2 separate regions of the Danio rerio genome follow, and region 1 is linked to region 2. The links are chromatin contacts, called in public HiCAR-type maps. All regions are on one chromosome and are shown on one strand. The core of a region is the stretch at or near the end of the contact, and the rest is flanking DNA. Distances in the headings are between cores, read along the strand shown. Region 1 holds the start of znf518b (zinc finger protein 518B). Region 2 holds the start of drd5a (dopamine receptor D5a).

What was found. HiCAR-type assays count read pairs that join an accessible place to other places.
Region 1: a contact with region 2 is called in a HiCAR-type map of caudal fin, with 4 times the contacts expected there. The contact joins the promoter of znf518b here to the promoter of drd5a in region 2. A contact is called at or near these places in 1 of 18 Hi-C or Micro-C datasets (caudal fin) and 2 of 4 datasets of contacts at active chromatin or transcription factors (caudal fin and embryo).

The regions. Positions count from the first base shown.
Region 1 is chr14:214,550-217,249 of GRCz12tu, reverse strand. znf518b (zinc finger protein 518B) reads right to left here and starts at 1,322. Exons shown (of 2, transcript XM_005173052.6): 1 at 1,197-1,322.
Region 2 is chr14:147,141-149,840 of GRCz12tu, reverse strand. drd5a (dopamine receptor D5a) reads right to left here and starts at 1,319. Exons shown (of 1, transcript XM_003199767.7): 1 at 1-1,319. The coding sequence starts at 1,134.

The DNA of each region.
Region 1 (2,700 bases), core at 73-2,572, 67 kb before region 2:
CCAAATGCCGAGCGAGACGCATGTGTCCTGTTTATACTAGAACGTGCATGCCCAGAGTGCGCCAATGGTCACGTGATATACGTTTTTGGTGGCGTAGTGTGGACGGAGATATGTTCTGAAACGCTATTGACGCGGATCGTTTTTGATCTAAAACATCGTTTTAAAACTAAAACGCACTAGTGTGAACAGGGCCTGAGTCTGCACACTACTTTAGATATGCAGGATTTTGTTGTGCAGAGCCCCCAGTGTCGAAATGTCTGGTCCAAACAGATAAAAAACCCTGATGGTGCACTCGAGGAGCGGATAATCTGATGAGGCTGACCCGCAGGACACGTGGCTTCAACTTCACTTTGACATTTTTGTCTGGAGAGAACCAAGAGTTAATTTACCACGACATCGAGTTTAATATCTGAAGAGCTAATCATTATATTGCATTTACGATGGACTCAATATACATGTTTGTGTGTCTGCGAGATGTAAAACTTGTTAAACTCTCTGGCACAAAAAAATGTTTTTGCTAAAAAATTATGTCTGATTTTCTTTATATTTGGTTTAAATAATTTTAACATCACACTGAACAATATTAACTGAACAAATCTGAGATATTTAGGACTTTCCACTAATAACACCCATTATTACGATGTCATAATATTACACACAATATGTGAAACTGATATTTTGATTAAAAAAAACATGTAGCTATAAAATCTGACAACAACAATGTAAATTCATGAAAGAAAACATTGCACATGGACTAGTTTTTAAAACCATTGACAATATTAATATAGTTTAAATACAACTATTATAGTTATTAACAGAAATGACAGAATTCAAGCTTTTAATCTGCAACTAACATGTTTACAGAGATAAACAGCTGAGCTTTAGTAGCATGTTTTATTTCTTAACACTAATAAACACTTGCTTGTTTAAATGTGAGCTTCCCCTAAATAAATAAAGGCAGAGGTGTGTCTCTACATGCAGCTGGATGTGCTGCTGAGCTCTGCAGATGCTCTTCTTCCACAGGAGACTGGATTCCCGCATGCATAACAGCACACATGCAGTCATTCCCCCAGAGGGATCAGGCGCAGATCTGCATTCATTCACGCATTATGTGCGTGTGCCCGTCTCCAAATCCCGCACGCGCCCGCGATAGCGCGCGAAAAACAGGCGAAAAAACGACGCGTTTGAGCACTAACCTTGCGTTAAACCCGTCCTCCTCTCCGAAGAGCCGCTGATGCGGGAAATTCCTCCAAAGCTTTATATTTTCGCATCAACTTGGCGTGCATTGTTTGCGTTCTGCTGCCGTGACCGCGCAGAGACTGGCGGTGCGCGTGACCGCTGAGCGCGTGATCTGAATCGCGTCTCTGATTGGCTGCCGGCTGCAGTAGAGCTCTACAGCTCACGCGGGCACCCGCACATCAGACTGCGTAGCACGAGCTTTGTGCTCAAAAACGCGTCTTTCCTCGAATTAACGGCAGATAAACTGATCATACCGCACTGTAGAGCTCACAGTCCGTGCAGAATACAGATTAGTGTAGTCAGTGCAGGAATCTGCAGAGCTTTCAGTTAATAATGTGTGTTCTGCAGGATGCCATGAGCCAAGATGGCGTCCATGTGTGTTTGCAGAAAAACAGGCAGGATCAAACCTGTTATAGTGCGCAGCTGATGAAGTGTCCGCTTGTGTTGTGTTCACACATCTTACTGAATAATCTGCCGTGGTCTGATGATGATGATGATGATGATTTATGTTTCTGTTGAAGCCTTGATAGAAGTCTAAAAGTAAGTTTGTCAGCCACGCCCAAATAGCTGAGCCAAATGCTGAGTTGCAGACGAGACACTGGTATGAGCTGAAAGACAACTGACTTACAGAAACAAATGATGAATAACCGAGACCTGCATGATTATAACACTTATTAAAATGATTAAAACATGCAAAAAAAAAAAAAAACCTTCAGTTAGTTAAAGGGACAGTTCCTGTCAAAATGAACATGTAGCCTCCTCATTTACGCTCCCTCATGCTGTTTCAATCAGTTTCTTTCTCCTGTTGAACACAAAAGAAGATGCTTTGAAAAATGTGGACACCGGTAGCCATTGGCATCTATAGAGGGGGAAATACTATTGAACTTAATGGGTACCAGTTTCCAATATTCTTTAAAAAGTCTTCTTTTGTGTTTAGCAGAGCAAAATGATCAAAAACTCGCTGGAGGATGAGTACATGAGCACTGAATTGTCGTTTTGGGATGAGCTGTATGTAAATGCCTGCTTTAGCCATGCAGCCTGAAAGCCAGTGTAAATGATGCCGCTCTGACCCTTCTCAGTCCTCGCTTACACTGTGTAATTACATATTAATTAGTGTGTAAATGATAGCAGTGGGACAATTCACAGAGTCGGTTCAGTTCTTATCTGTGGTCACGCTTTCAGTTTGATTTGGTTTACACTGTAAAAAATATGCAACACTTAAATACCGATTTAGAAATACATCATAGCTTTATAATGTACCGTTTGCAGTATTTAAAAAAGGGTTATTCTTAATGCATTAATTTCAGTCTTAGGGGCTTAATTTATTCTTGTGTTGTTGATTAATAGTAATGATGAAAGTGGCTTAATTATGGCTAAATTGCGTTTGAAGATTATTAAAACACACACACACACACACACACACACACACACACACACACACACACACACACAGTACTTTTC
Region 2 (2,700 bases), core at 70-2,569:
GATCCGGTCGAACGTGTCGTCCACCACGTTCGGGATGATGTTGACGTACGCGCTCACGATCTCCTTGTGGAGCAGCGTGTCCTGGTTGTAGGACACGAGCTCGTTGCTGATGTTGACCGTCTCCACCGGCGTCCGGCAGCGGCCCCGGCAGCCCAGCAGGCTGGAGAAGCCCTTGCGGAACTCCGCGTTGAAGGCGTAGATGACGGGGTTGAGCGAAGAGTTGGTCCAGCCGAACCACACGAACACGTCGAAGGTGGTGTCGCTGACGCAGGGCAGACCCGCGGACGGCTTGTCGTGGCAGAACGGAACCACGCAGTTGAGCACGAAGAACGGCAGCCAGCAGCACACGAACACGCCCATGATCACCGACAGGGTCTTCAGCACTTTGGTCTCGCGGCTGATGGAGCTCTTCAGGCTGCTGTGGTGCTGGCACGCCAGGCGGTTCGACCGGCAGCTCTGCGCGTGCTCGGCGGCGCGCTCCAGCGAGGCGATCCTCCTGATCTGGATCTGCGCGATGCGGTAGATGCGCGTGTAGGTGACGATCATGATGGCCACGGGGATGTAGAAGCTGATGAGCGACGAGGAGATGGCGTACTCCCGGTTCAGGCTGGAGTCGCAGTCTCCCGCGTTCCCACCGCCGCCGCTGCGCGCCGCCGCCTTGTGCCAGTCCAGCTGCACCGGGATGAAGGAGATGAGCACCGACAGCGTCCACGCCGCGCCGATCATCACGAAGGCCACGCGCGGCGTCATCTTGCGCTCGTAGCGGAACGGGCTGCTGATGGCCCAGTAGCGGTCCACGCTGATCACGCACAGGTTCAGGATGGAGGCGGTGGAGCACATGATGTCGAACGCCACCCAGATGTCGCAGAAGGCGCCGAACGGCCAGAAACCGGCCACCTCCGACACCGCTTTCCACGGCATCACCAGCACGGCCACGAACAGGTCCGACACGGCCAGCGACACGATGAAGATGTTGGTGACTTTAGTGCGCAGGTGCCGGAAGCGCAGCACGGCCGCGCACACCAGAATGTTCCCGAACAGAGTCCAGAGGATGAGCGCGCACAGCAGGCACCCGGTGAGCGCGCGCGCCAGCATCTCCCGCGGCTCGGTCCCGGTCACCGTTCCGTTCAGCATGCTTAGTTCTGGCGCGCTCACGGGTCGCCATCGGGCGCGTGTCTCCGCGCGGTCCCCGGTGCCGGTGAGTCCCGCATGACGCACGGACGAGCGCGATCGAAGAGGGAATCCGAAACCCAGCGTCTCCTGGAGAGTGCGTGCGTGTGCGTGTGTGTGTGTGAGCCGGCCGTCCGACCTCTCTAAGCGCCTGGGAACTGTGCTCTGCTATTTTGAGAGAGACAGAGAGAGACAGAGAGAGAGAGAGAGAGAGAGAGAGAGACAGAGAGAGAGAAGGAGAGAGAGAGACAGAGAGAGAGAGAGAGAGAGAGAGAGAGAGAGAGAGAGAGAGTGCAGTCGATGAGTTATGAGTCACGGCGGGAAACACTACAGGAGCGTCAGTCTAGTCTTCTGTAAAGCCCAAACAGACACACACACACACACACACACACACACACACACACACACACACACACACACACACACACACACACACACACACACAATCAGCCTCAGTGCTGCATTACTCTGGTACAGTCTGAAATAGAACACAGAGAATGGTGTGTGTGTGTGTGTGTGTGTGTGTGTGTGTGTGTGTGTGTGTGTGTGTGTGTGTGTGTGTGTGTGTGTGTGTGTGTGTGTGTGTGTGTGTGTGTGTGTGTGTGTCTTCTCTGCTGAGGGCTCCAGTGGTCAGTCATTCATCAGCTCTGCATCATCAGTGTGTGTTGATGAACCCACAGCGACACCCAGAGGACACACACTCAACTACTGTCTACACTCTCACAAAGTGTGTGTGTGTGTGTGTGAGAGAGAGAGATAGTGAGTTATAGAAGGTGCATGTGTGTGTTGTGTACATGTTTAAATATGTTTATATATGAATGTGTGTGTGTGTGTGTGTGTGTGTGTGTGTGTTTCAGATGTGTGAAATGTGAGGATTGGCTGCAGCAGTGTCAGAAGCACAGCCTCAGTTGCTGCTGATACACACACACACACACACACACACACACACACACACACACACACACACAGCTGATCCGGCTGCAGGGGATTGTGGGAATTCATGAATATTGGGAACACCTGGAGCTGTCAAGAGATGAGCACATCTGGAGCATCAGGGGCCCATCTGTGTGTGTGTGTGTGTGTGTGTGTGTGTGTGTGTGTGTGTATGTGAGTGTGTGTGTGTGTGTGTGTGTGTGTGTATGTGTGTGTGTGTGTGTGTGTGTGTGTGAGTGTGTGTGTGTGATGTGTCTGAGTGTGCATGTCTGAATTCATGCATGTGTGTGTGTGATTGTGTCTGATATATCTGAGTGTGTGTGTGTGTGTATGTATTGTAACGTGTGTGTGTGTGTATATAGCGCATGTATCCTGTATGGTCATACACCCACAGCGCTTCACCATCATGAGGGGTCTCTCCACTCCACCAGCAGTGTGCAGCTCCACCTGATGATGCTCCGGCAGCCACAGGACAGCAGCGCCAGCGCTTCACCACACAGCAGATATAGGTGGAGTGGAGAGACAGTGATGGAGCAGATCAGTGGATGGGGATGATCGGAGGCCATGATGGGTAAGAGCTGATGGAGGGAGTGTGTC